2 separate regions of the Mustela erminea genome follow, and region 2 is linked to region 1. Evidence: chromatin contacts called from public Hi-C data. All regions are on one chromosome and are shown on one strand. Each heading gives the region's core, a stretch centred on a gene start, on an enhancer-like site or on the middle of the called end of the contact. The rest is flanking DNA. Distances are from core to core; before and after follow the strand shown.

Region 1 (6,866 bases), core at 3,208-5,707:
AACCAGCTGTCAGGATCCTGCTCACTTGCTGGACGGGTTCAGGTTCGCATCTGGGGTTCGGGTTTGCATCTGCTTCTCACCACCCTGAGTCAGCCAGTTCATGTCTCTGTGCCTCCAGCTCCTTGTCTGTGAGTTCCCCGTGAGCAGCAGTTGTGAGATGGGACCGGTGCTGGCCCAGGGCCTGGCCTGAGCTCCGTGACTGGTCACGACCAGTCACCGTGCGAGGCCCGTCGCCGCAGCCTCTCCTTTCTGCACCTGCCTGGGGTTGTGCGGCTGACCAAACGCTGCTGCAGCACTGTGGCTACTCGCCCGCAGGCCTTGGTCAAAGAATGAAAAACAGCAAAAAGGGGCGTGGAGGCTCTTCTTCTGGATGGAATCCGGACTCAAGCTGGTTGCTGCGGGAAGGCGCTGGGAGCTCATTTTGTGCCTTGACCATGGAGCAGACCCCGGCTGGTGCCTAGACTTGCAGTTCTTTCCCCTGAAAGTCAAAATAGGAGCTCCTCCTCTGACTTCCTGTGAACCCGCCTCACGGAGCAGAGGCAGGCCCACGCCGCCCCTCTCGAGGCCTCTGGGGGGCTGCGAGCTGCCTGTGGTGGTCTGAGCCTTTACAGCGAGAGCTCCCCCACAGCCGGCGGGGAAGCCTATGCTGTGAAGGACTGTGAGCTCTGTGAGGGGACCTGTCGTGAGTGTGTGACTTGCAGCCAGCTGCAGGCTTATGTCAGGGGAGGGGGGCAAGGAAGGAGGGTAGGACAGTTGTTCTGGGGACAGGGCAGGGCAGAAAGGCAGGACTCCGCAGGACACACACAAGCACACACACTCGCGCGCACACACTCTATCTGCCCTCACCATCTGGTCCTGCCGGCCACTACACCGCTCCGCTTGAAAATGCTCCTGGGTGGGGCACCTGGGTGGCTCAATGGGTTGAGCGCCTGACCCTTGTTTTTGGCTCTGGTCATGATCTCAGGATCATGGGATCGAGCCTCATGTCAGGCTGTCCGCTGGGAGTCGAGCTTAAGATTCTCTCTCTTCCTCTCCTTCTGCCCCTCTACCACCCCCCCCCAATAAAAAGAAAAAAGAAAATGCTCCTAGGTGGTTCCCTTAGGCTCTCCAAATGACCAGATCCAGTGTTTTCATTTCTGCCCTAACTTTATTTGCTCTTTCAACAATATCTAGCACCGTGGACTATGCCCACATTTTTCAAGCCATCTCCTGGGCTGGAAGCTGAGTTACAGGTTATTTCCCTATTGCTTCCTACCTCTTTGGTCACTTTCCTTGGGGTCCTTCCCTGGCTCTTCCACGTCCTCGTGTCCAGTACACCCTCCAGGCTCCCTTCCCATCTCCCTTACCACTCTGCCCCTCTCGGGGCATTTTCACCCCCACACTTGGCTTCTGTCACCACCTACTTCCAGCTCTGTCTCCAGCCTAGGCCCCATTGCTGAAATGTCACTTCTGACTGCCCACTGGCCAGCTCCCCCAGAGGCCCTTGGGCTGAACATGACTCAGTGTCCCCCACCTTAACGTGCTCCTCCCCCTGCATTTCATCCTGCAGCGAGGACGACGCCATCCATCTGTCACTCAAGCCAGGAGTTGTCCCCGATCCTCCCCTACATGCATACAGTCGATCTGCCTCCTACCCCGGTCTCGCTGCCTGCCCCCATCTTCTCCATTCCCCTAGCCACTCCCTCGGTTCCACTGGTGTCATTATCCCCTGCGTTTGACTACTGTAAGCTCCCACCTGCATTCCCGTCCCCTCGGTCATGCTCCGCACCATTACCAAAGTGACCTTTCGAGAGCACAGTCTGGTAATGGGCATCTGCTCAAAGCCTCCACGGGGACGCTGTCAGAAGGTTGCCTCCACCCCTCGGTCGTCCTGCTCACCTGTCTGACCACCTGTTTCACAAGGTAACCACACACACGCTTTGCTTCACCAACCTGCAGCCCGTCCCTTGCCTCCTAATTCCCACTCGTCCCTTAGAGGTCATTCAGATGCCACCTCTCTGGGAAACATTTGCCCTGACCGGCACTCCCTGCCATCCTCATCAGCTCTGGGCTCCTCCTCCTGTGTTCCCTGAACATTTAGGGAAAGCTCTTCCAGAGTGATGATCACCCTGAGTAGGGAGAGCTAGTTTACACCTGTCTCACCTGTCCAGGGGCACATCTCACTGTGTCTGTCGTTCAGTCAATGTTGCTGGAAAGGTAGAGAATGAGGAGAGGGGATACCAACAAATCCAATGCAGACACAGCTTCTTAATAAAAACTGTCACCTGGGTCAAACCAAGAGCTCAACAGCCCAGTGTTCTGGCTCTAACAGCAGTTCCAGTGAATGTTCTGGAATGTGAGATAGAATCACAACGTGTCAAGCCTGAAGGGTCAATTAAGGTCATCTGATTTCACACTCTCATTTTAGAGAGGCGGAGCCGATTCCCTAGGTGACACAGCTTTAGGAAAACAGACAGGGGCTCCTAGACAGCAACTACCCCCTTCTACACTTTCACTCTGCTGCCCCCTGAAGGGAGAGCCGGGAGGGTTCCCCAGCGGCTGCTCCCTTAGAAACACATCATGGCTTCAGCATCTGAGATTAGTTTTAACACTTCTTCTTTACCAATTTATATTCTCAATATTCTCAGAGATAACAGATACCTTATTTCACAAGTATCATGAAAAATCATGTAAAATTTGTGAATGGCTCACTTTGTCGGAAAGTTTATCTTTATACTGAACACAAGTCAGCCTTGGGTCCAGTCTCCGTCTTGAACATGTGGTAGAGCTCAGAACTCGACACTATTTGGTTTTCAAAGATGAACTGTTTCTCATCATACTCTTCCCTCTGCTGCCTGGCATCATGTCCAAAGCTGACTCTTAGCCTGAGCCTTGCCTTTCTGTTTATATGAAACAGTGTGTCACCATTAGGGCCAGTCTTGGTAACATCTCCTTTTTTTCTAGAATGTAGTTATCCCCTCAGCACATACGATGTCATGAACATTTTTTCGGAAACATATTTTATCTTCTGATTTTTATAAACAAAGAATCTCTCTCTCTCTTTTTTTTTTCTTCTAGAAATCTTTATTAAGCACTTGAAAGAATTTCCGTAATCCCTGACTTCGGCTTGCTCCTGGGAATTGTGGAAAGAAAACACACAAAGCATTTGTCTGAGGTTTGAAATGTTCAGTATGCAAATCTCAGTTTCCCGGCAGGACAGGGCTGGTGTGCGTGAGGGATGCTTCCTCCTTTACTACATGGTGATTTACAGCCCTCTAGTGGGTCTTTCACGTAACATTATAAGGGACGCTGAGGGCCCTGAGGTATGGCTTTGTTCTTTTGTTTGTCCCTTCACTTGTTTCTCCCTCCCTCCCTTCATTCATTGACTCACTCACTCATTCATTCATTCAATGTACAGAAGCCAGTGGAGTGCCCATTTCTGTTCCAGGCACGTTTTAAGAGCTGGAGATACTGCAGTGAACAAAATAGACAGCAACAAAAATCCCATGCATTAGTTACTCAAGACAAAGAAAACAGTGAGTTGAACACATCTGGGGCAAAGACCAGGAACTTGATCTTGAACATGTTAAGTTAGAGATACTCACTAGTCTTCCCACTAGCTTCTCTCCAAAATTAGCTTGTGTCTCTGAGAACCCTCATAATGCAGATAATCTCTTTATTTGGGATTTCACCACATTTCTGTTAAAACTGGTCACGTGAGTAAGAAGACCGTGAGGACAGTGAATTTGGCCCTGGGTGTGAGCGAGAAGTTCACGCCTTGGCCCCGTTCTCATGGAACTGCTCAGCTCTTAGTTCTCTGTTCAGTGTTATCTTGGTTTCTGTCTCGGTTCTCTATTTTCTTAATTCTGACCACAATTTGTAATGGTTGAGTTTCTCTGTGCATGAGGCACATCAGTACATCTCTCTTCTCCACCGTCAGGACTGCATGTGAGTCCTACTCCCTGGGGTATCTTCGGCACCTGGCAGGGTCTCAGTTTATGTTTGTTGAAGATTGAGAGTTTTTGTTGTAATAGGTCAGAGAAGATAGAGCTACACAAGAAGCTAGGGATAAAGACTAGTAAACGGCATATTCTGAATGAGTAAAAAGCACAGTTAATTCCTCTTTTAGGAGAACACCGTGGGTTGAAGGGAGTAGGGAAATTTTCGGGGAAGAAACCGGGTGCAATCCGAGTATTAAAAAATTGGTGGACAATGGAGGAAGGAGAGAGGAAGTGATGGGGGAAGGGGTGTTTCCTGTACAGTGTTCGTGATTGGCCTGCATATGCTCCTTGGCTTCCAGTGTCTCTGTTCTAGTGTCCAGAGGAGCTCTGTCCAGCAGAGTATCCAGTGGACTCTGCTGGGCTGTCTTGCCCCTTACTGTCCCCCAATGGTATGGACTAACTTTGGCTGGTTGTCAGGGTTTGTCCTGCCATGTCTATGTTACTTTTTTCTTCATCATTGTGATCAAGGCTCTCTTGTCTCTTCTCTAATGAACACCTAGCGTATCAACGCCTATCATCACACCTGGCACATAGTAAGTGCTCAATAAATATTTGTTGAATGAACGTATGTGTCTAGATGCCACTCTCCATACTCCTGGGATGGCCATCCCCTGATATTTTCTGCCACGGGGCTGGGACATTTGAAACATGTGTACTTCAGGGCTCACTCCAGATCCTTGCATGATTATTAATAAACTACTCTCTCATACTTTCATTTAACAAAAATTAATTGCATGCCCCCTTTTACAGAACTTATAATGGCTGCCAGGAGCTTGGAGCTAAGCTACTGCCAGACCCATGTAAACAAATAATAATAAATAACAAGGGAAATATTGATTTATGTACAAGGGGGTCTGTGAACACTGTAAATGGAAAAAAATAGCTTGTTTTAGCAAGCTAGAAGGGTTTCCTAGGGTATAGGAAAGTAAGTTGGTATTGAGTATCAAAAGACAAGTTGTATCCTCTAGACAGACTTGGGGGGTGAATGAGTGGTTAAGGGAGTTGGGTGGACAGTATTCCAGGCAAGCGGAAAAACAGGTACAAAGGTGATGGTGGTAGTAGGAGCTGAGAAAGTGTGCCAGGTTTGGAGAACTGGAGCAAAGCCTGAGAGCAGAAGAGTGGCCAGAGAGAAGGTGCAGGGCTGGATTTGGGGCAGACCAGTCAAAGAGCCCCATGCACGTCAATCTTTAAGAAGTACTAAAATAAAAAATACAGTTTCAATTAGCTCAGACACTTGTGGCTCTTTACATAACTTTTGAAACCTAAATTGGTCCTATTCCCTTGAGGTAAGACAGTGTCCTTGAATGTTATTTTAATAATGCTTCTGGCTGGCAATTCCAATTATGCTGTATTCAGTGCATGTAAGAAATTCTTTATTTTAAACAGAAACTGGTTTGTAATTCTTATTAATAGAAAATCAAGTTCCTTTCAACTCCATGTTGAACAGATATTTAAAGAAAATTGACCTACTTATGCACTGTCAAATTATTAGTCTTCTGGTAATGGACTATTTCTCCTTCGAGGCCTGGCCCCCCATCCAGGTAAAAACAGGACTCTTTGATCTGCCTAGGTGAGCGAGGCACCGGGAAGAAGCTATAGCTTATGACATATTGTCAATTAATTATGTGTTTGGCACCCCAAATAACCTATGTAGTAGTCTTTTCTAATAAAAATTTTTTGTAGGAGTCTTAAAGGTAAACCTGTTTCTGTCCTAGAGCCACCATATTTTCCCACATATTCCAAAATATCAAGGACTTCCATATTCTACACTGAGGTTTTGCATACATCCTGTGCATGTGAAACAGGACTCTAAATTTAGTGTTCAAAAATACAGTCTCTCTATGATGACTACACCCTAAAGTCGTGCGTAAGCTTTAAATCATTTCTATGAGCATCTACTGTTTTCAAATCGATTTCTTCTCTTCCTGGCTGTTGGACCTAAAACAAATAATCTAACCTTTCTGTGCTTCCATTTCCTCATGGGAAAGAACACTAATTCCCGCATTATAGGTCTGTGCTGAGGAATAAACGAGACAACACGTGTAAAGTGCTTGGCACAGTCCCCGACCACAGTCTGAACCGTTCACCTATCTTCAGCAGAGCTTCTGTACTCTGCATCTCAGCACTGAGCTCCCAGTCTGCAGTGTGACCCCGCCCAGGCTCGGGGTTCAGGAACCCAGGAGGAGGGCGTGTGCAGAAGAGAGTGCTTAGTGTAAGGGGTCAGAGTGCAAAGGTCAGAAGGTGGCAGGTGGTGGCAGTGTGCAAAGAAGTCCAAGGAGAGGTCCCCGGACTTCGATTACCTTGGCGACCTCAGCGGGAGGGACAGACTTGCGGAGATCCGCCTACACCCGCTTTCTATCCCTGCCTCTTTTTGGCTTAGCTCCGCCCCTTTCTCCCGAAGCTGGCGCGGGGCTGAAGGGGAGCAGACGCCGACAGCGACGCCGACGCGGTTGCCTAGCGATGCGCCTTTCCCAGGATGCCTAGGATGTTGTGTTCTTTTAACCAATCAGAGAGGCGAAGCCAGCTCACCGCGGGCCAATAGGCTGCCAGGCCAGGGCCCGCGTCGGTTAAACCGGGCTGGAGACTGGTGCGGCCAGGTAGGTATTGTGGCTCGGAGACCCCTCCGAGCCGGCAGAACGACCTGCAGGAGGTCTGCGGAGGGCCCGGCCATGCCCACTCGGGCGGAGGACTACGAGGTGTTGTACACCATCGGCACGGGCTCCTATGGCCGCTGCCAGAAGATCCGGAGGAAGAGCGACGGCAAGGTGAGCGCGGGCCACCTCCGTGTCTCCGCCCCTGCAGCGGTTTCGCCCGCCTGCGGCGAGCGCCCTCGGCCCCTGGGATGGCGGAAGAGCGGGAGGCCTGGGGCTGTGGGTCTCCACGGCG
Region 2 (6,866 bases), core at 2,939-5,438, 290 kb before region 1:
GAGCTGTTTAAATAATAAACTTCCACACTTTAGGGTACTTTCAATTATCACTTTTCATCAAGAATACTCTTTGGAGAAGACATCTAAGTCTGATATAGCCTCAGACAATTCTAGCTTTGATGTTCCTAGAGATAACCTGAAGGAATCAGTACAAAAGAGGCAAAGAATACAATCCAGATTTAGTAATTATTCCTGGGGGAGTATTACCTCAAGGCCAGGTATCGTGTAAACAAGCTATTAAAAGATCACTAAAGAAAGAATAAAATATATTGTAGAGTTCCATCTACAGTTCCATCTACAAATATCCATCTACAGAATGAATTTTAAAACAAAACCTCTGTATATATATACACTTGTGGTTTGGGAATAAAAATCATAATAAGCTAGTGATTGCAACATACAAATTCAAAAGGACCAAATCTTGGAAATTTCAGGTAGAACTGAACATGATAAACTTTGGATACCTAATTCTTTACAATTAAGCTGACTCCTTCACCTCTACCTCACTGCTTCCTGACTAACATTCAAACACCAACAAACAGCCTAACGTGGCTTAATAACTTATCCCCATCTACCCCTCCATTTCTGTAGTCCCTACAACACACAGTTGTGGACTGATATCTTGAGCAAGTTTTGGATACGTACTGTGCTATACAGTTTCCAACATGAACAAGTAATTCTTCCCCGCGTAACACTCATTTGGAAAAGCCTATTATCTCCTCAATGTACAATTTAAGCCCCTGGGATTACACACCAATTTTCCAAAGAGTATCCAAAACTCAAAGACATGAGTTTTCAGATAATCAGTTGATACAGGTACATTTCTACTACTGATCTGAGAAGATTGAGGTTCTTTTTCCTCCTCTCCCTTCATCACTGCTTTTCCTCCACTTTTCAAAAGAAAGGCATTTCCCTGCCCCAATCTTATACCTTGCATTGATCCAAGGTACAAAAACTTCTGGGACTCCAATTAAAAGATAATAGGATAATTCCTTTAATAAAGGCATCATAAACAGCAAAATCCATCTCTTTAAAAGATACACTTCCAATAAAATTTTACTTTTTGCTTCATTTATTTATCAAAATTAAGTCTATATTGTTTTGACCATTTGCATACTAGTAATCGTAACAATTCAATTCAGAGGAAACTCTTGACACTTAGAGCCTTATGATTACAGAAAATACTGAGTTTATTTTTTTCCACAGAGAAGTATGACAGCGTGATCAATAAGGATTGAAAATAACTTTTAAACTTAGACTGATATTATATTAGGATAAATTCTGTGGGAAAAATAAAGTGGAAATAAAAACAAGGGAGAAAAAGCCACTAGAGCTGACCCTCAAACACAGGTCTGAACTGTGTGAGTCCATTTATTTGTGGATTTTTTCCCCACAAATACAGTAATGTATCTGTATTTTCTCTTCTTTATGATTTTCTTAGTAACATTTCCTTTTCTCTAGCTTTATTGTAAGAATACAGTATATAACATGTGTAACATAAAAAGTACGGGTTAATTGACTATTTATGTTATTGGTAAAGCTTCCTTCCAATCAACAGGAGGCTATTTGTAAAGTTTGGGGAGAGTCAAAGTTATAGGTGATTTTTGACTGGATGGGGTTTGGTGACTCTAGCCCCTATGCTGTTCAAGGTTGAAATTTACATTGAAAATCTGGCATTTAAAGAGTTTGTTCATATTTTTAAAAAATGATTGTTATGATCATCAAATCACTATAATGTTCATATTCTATTAGATAAATTTTAAATGACATAGCATTTTTATTTAAAGATTTTATTAAGTTTAAACCTATGATAAAAACTTTCAGATAACAACTTAAAAATAAATAGAAGAGTAATCAGATTTCTACTTTAGAAAGATTGTTGGCAATAATGTGGAGAATAAACAGGAGAGAAGGAAACTAAGAGGCCACTTGGGAGCCTTGTTATAATAGACAAGTAGTTATTAGGACCCAAACTAGGGAAATGAAATGGTAAGCATAGAACAGATCCAAGTTATAGTGATGAGGCAAAATCAGTGGGGACAGAAAGAGGACAGACTCAAGAGATTTTAAGGGACTTTTAAGGGAATTTTGTATATCTTGAGGAAAACAGAGGAATTTTGATTGACTCAGGTTTCTGGCTAGGAAGACTAGTTTAAAATAATGGGACCACTTCCAAAAGTAGGTCATCTATAGCAGGTTTGGGGAAAAAGTGAGTGCAGTTTTGAGTACTTGAGTTTGAGATGTTTGTGGCACTGACCTGCTGGATGGTCACGCGGCTTTTATAGGAATAGATGTAAAGTATAGGGAATGGAAGGTTGCAAGTAGTAGTGGAAGATGCCCTGGTTGTGGCTCATCCATGAGAGTAGGGAGAAGGAGAAAAGGGGCCTAGAGAGGAACACCAACATGGAAGGAGAAAGAAGATGGTCCTCTAAGGTTCACTGCATAATCTACACCACGGAATGAATTTCAGTGTCTGACACATAACAATAAATGAGTATTTGTAAATGAGAGAGAAGGGGGAAGTAGACAGAAAGATTGGAGAATTAGGAGAATATCTGTTACACAATAGAGGCTAAGTATAAACAGCTTGCCCCTGGTCTTGCAGGCCCCTGGTCTTGCAGGCCCCTGGTCTTGCAGGCCGTAAGGAATGAAGCTGGAATTAAACCTCTGGCAGTTTAATTCCAAGACAGATCTCAATCACTGGGCACTACTGCCAGTCATGACAGAGCACAGAAGTCACCCAAGCAAGTTTCCAGCAGAGTCAGAGAGGGGCATTTAGAGTATAATCAGAAAGATTATCCGGGGGGAAGTAGGGGAGAACGGATATAAAGCTCCAGTTGGAGGCAGGAAGTTGTGGGACTACTCCTCAGTCCACTTCTCCATATCCTCTTCCCAGACCTTTGCCTTAACATAAAAAGTTCCCTTCTCAGATTCTTTTTTGTTTTCCACAGGGTTTCAAAGAAAAAGAAGACCTAGTCCGTTTTTAAATGAACGAGGTTTCATTTGTATCCAGACTCAGTCTGCGTAGTAACTCCCACCTCAGAAACGTACCAGGTTTCAGGTCGATGACACCCAAACCTAAACTCAAAGCTCCCACGGCCCGTCGTTTTACCTTAAGGATGTTTTAACCTCAAGAACTGTAGCGAGGAAGTCGGATTTCCACATACTATGGAAATATCCCCCAAATCATACCGTTACAGTGAAAAACAAAACAAACCTAACGTTTTGATCCCATTTCTGTAAATAACAATACATAGTACCTTGGCCCTGAGAGTAATCTACTTTAATCGATCACGAGTGGTTATCTCTGGGGGCTGCGGTTATGGGCATTTTTCACCCTGTAATTCCGTATTTTTACGCACATGCAGTAATCAGGGGGAACATTTTTCGGACCATGCTGGAAGCAGATGTTGTCTTCTCGGCTGGAATGAGTTCCTTAATAGCGGATCACACTCCCAAGTATATCTAAGCGAATAGTAGGGCTCACTAAAGTTCTACAACAAACTAATCAATGAATCGACAAATCAGTCAGCGAACACGAGTCCTGACGATCTCACAAAGCTGTGGAGCCGCGCGCACACACACAAATGCACGCATTTTCCAGTTACTGTGCAACACTGAAGCCGTAAAGAAGGCCGGTCGATTCGACTCTCTTCCCTCCGTCAGCCCACATTACGATTTTAAAAATCCCGATTACGATTAAAAGTGTCCCAAGGGCAAGAAAGCGCAGCTTGTTTCAGCAGTCCTCGCTAACACGAACTCACTCCGGCCATGGGAGAAGTCGGGGGCTGGGAAACAGAGTTGGAGTCGGCCTTGGTCCGCCGCGTTGTTCGGGGCAGGCGAAGCCCGCCAGCGAGAAGAAGCGGTTAGGGCCGTTACTCACCATTTCTCGGGACGCCGAACTGGGGCTGGCGGAGCACCGAATTGAAGAGCATCTGGGCCAGAGGAAAAGGTTCAACTGACAGAAAAGCCGTGAAAATGCCCCCCAGCTTCAGCAAAAATCGTATCTTGCGCCCCTCAGAACACGACTAGTTATTGCCTCCAACTCCCGCCACAGTAAGCCCCGGCCACCAAACTCCCCGCCAAACTGACGTCACGCCGTCTGATTGGCTCCCGCGGCGGCGTCCGGGCGCCTCCGAGTCACTTCCCCCTTCCAATCCCCGCCTCCTTTTCTCCGAGCCGCGGGAACCCAGGGTTCAGGAGCTCCCTGAGCGCCTGCGCGGGGGGCCGCAGAGGCGCTGGCGAACGGCGGGGTGACCAGGACGCATGCGTAACAGGGCTTGACAGAGCGCGGAGGAAAAATCCGCGAGAAGGTGGTGGAAGAAGATGGCGGTGCTGGGGCAGAGTTTGCAATCTTTTTAAATAGGCTAGTCGAGTGACTATTCGGGTCATGGCGTCAAACGCAACTAAATCTTTCCTGGCAGATGCCGGCTATGGCGAACAGGAGCTGGATGCTAACTCTGCCCTTATGGAATTAGACAAAGGTATTCGAAAGAGCGGGCTGAGCGGGTGAAACGGGCGTGGGGGGCAATGGCGCCACCAGGCGGTGGCAGCCGTCAGTCAGGCGCATGCGCCTAGCTTCCCGGGGCGGGGGCGAGGGCGGGCACCTATGCTTTCCGAGAGTCCAGAGCACTTGCAGGTTTGGGAGATTGCAGGAAAATTGCAGCGTTGCTATTTTGGCTTTGCACCAGCTGAATAAGTAGAGAGCTCCAGTGACGGGCCGTGTTTGACCGCTTGAGGGCACAGTCCCCCGATTTTCCAAGCAGTTTGTAAAAATGCTACATTCAAATTGTGAAATTATTTGTCAGTAGGTTCAGTTGAAACAAGGTCTTCATCAAGAGTGCTGAATAATAATCTTGCACCCACTTTATAACGATGTATTTTATTTCTGTAACTTACCTACGGGTTACTAGACATTAAATACGACCAAGAAAATCCGAAAAGCATAGCTCCTCTTTCGTATAAATTCCACGAGTTCTGTTTTCCTTTGGGAGGAGGGGTGGGAGGTGTAGGGCTGCTTGGTGTAGTGAAAGGAGCTGGGACTTAGACTGAGTCGAATTCTAGTGCCACCGATTTTATGATCATGGGCAGGTCACCCAACTTCACCCAACCTTGTCTTTTTTGTCTGCAAAGTAGATCCAGTACCATTGAGCTTGCAGGACTGTTGTAATATTAAGCGATATAATTGTATGCAAAAGAATCCATTATTAAATGCTAAAACAGATATGCCTTCTTAGATAAGGCTATGGAAGGCAGATGCGAATATTTGACAGGTTTCAGTGATTTTTATTGAATGGGGGAAACATTTGCCACGTGGTATAGTTAATTCTTCATTAACTAGAACCAATATATAATACATTGAGAATTGGGACTACAGATTAGAAGGATCTGTCTTTAAGTCCACTTTGAGCCGGGTTCCCAGCTAACTTTTTTGGGATTTCATTTTCTTGTTTTCTAATCTGTAAACATTTCTAGTGGGTAGGTCTAGGTAAGAGTTTCTCAGACTTTTTAAAAAGCTTTTAACTCCTTTTGATTAACATATAAATGTCACAACACTCCGATGAGATATTCCTTTGGTTGAGTCACTTAGTGCATTCCCTTCAGTCAAGAAAATAATGTTCAACTTTTTACTTTCTCTTACCAAAGCTGTAGGGCTTTTCCCCTATGAAATATAAAATTATAATATTAAATGTGTTTTTTAAACACTGCATAACCTTTTCCTTTCCAGTCTGGAAATTTCTTCCTTTTTCCCCAGAGAGAGTTGCAGGTCCACATGTCTAATAACTGAGAGTTGCAGGTCCACATATCTAATAACCCCACCAAATCGAAAGACATTTTCTACCACTCTGGGCCATGTGGGGTTACATCATAATGATGGTGAGATGGGTTGGAGAGCAAAGGTCAGGATCAGACTCTGAGATGTCAGAAAATCTAGAATTGTTTAATTCCTAAAAATTTGCCATTGTGTTAAGGAAAAAAACCCCACAATTTTTGCTTCTTAGAAGTTGAAATAGAAACATTTCAGAACTGTAAGAAATAAATGGATGGCCACTGAGTGTTTAAGTAGAAACCAGCTGTCAGTCATAGGTGTTAAGTGGTCACTTTCAGTTCTCCCAGGTGAGTATTTCCCAGGTAATTCTCAGGCTCAGAAAGAATATTTGAATAATATAAGAACAAAATTTTTGTTCTTTTTCACCTCATCATGCTCTATACCTTTTAAAGCTGTTAAGAAATTAGATTTCAGGGGCGCCTGGGTGGCTCAGTGGGTTAAGCCTCTGCCTTCAGCTCAGGTCATGATCTCGGTCCAGGATCAAGCCCTGCATCGGGCTCTCTGCTCAGCGGGCAGCTCCTTCCCTCTCTCTCTCTGCCTGCCTCTCTGCCTACTTGTGATCTCTGTCAAATAAATAAATAAAATCTTAAAAAAAAAAAAAAGAAATTAGATTTCAGAAATAGCCAGTTTCATTAGAATATAGTTCAGTATTTTAACTATTGAGTCATTTCATGCTTTATCTGTTAAAATATTTTTGTTTTATGAGTGGAAGTTCGTAGGGTCAGAAGGCTACAAGTTCTAACTTTCTTTTAAATTCTAGAACATCTAGATGGGAGTTTCCCAAAGTGCATTCCAAGGAATACTGTTTCTGAAGTATTTTAATAGGAGTTTCTTACTCCCGTAGCCTCTCTTCCTGTTCTTTCCACCCTCCCTCCTACACATACAGACACTTACATCCATACATCTGACTTACTTAGGGTTTGTACTAGAGAAACAGCAACAAAACAAAAAAAAGCTCTTGCCTCTATAGAACTTACCTTTTGGACAGAGAAAACAGGCAGCAAGCAAATATAGTATGCATATATTTTGACAAGTA

Evidence for each region. A called contact is a pair of places that touch in the nucleus more often than the background predicts.
Region 2: a contact with region 1 is called in a Hi-C map of fibroblasts, with 6 times the contacts expected there. The contact joins the promoter of INTS7 here to the promoter of NEK2 in region 1. A contact is called at or near these places in 2 of 3 Hi-C or Micro-C datasets (fibroblasts and spleen).

The regions. Positions count from the first base shown.
Region 1 is chr17:12,389,811-12,396,676 of mMusErm1.Pri, reverse strand. It overlaps NEK2 (serine/threonine-protein kinase Nek2), which reads left to right and starts at 4,457. Exons shown (of 8, transcript XM_032318626.1): 1 at 4,457-6,745. The coding sequence starts at 6,650.
Region 2 is chr17:12,675,906-12,682,771 of mMusErm1.Pri, reverse strand. INTS7 (integrator complex subunit 7) reads left to right here and starts at 4,188. Exons shown (of 20, transcript XM_032319138.1): 1 at 4,188-4,484. The coding sequence starts at 4,391. DTL (denticleless protein homolog) reads right to left here and starts at 4,152. Exons shown (of 16, transcript XM_032319141.1): 1 at 3,884-4,152. The coding sequence starts at 3,935.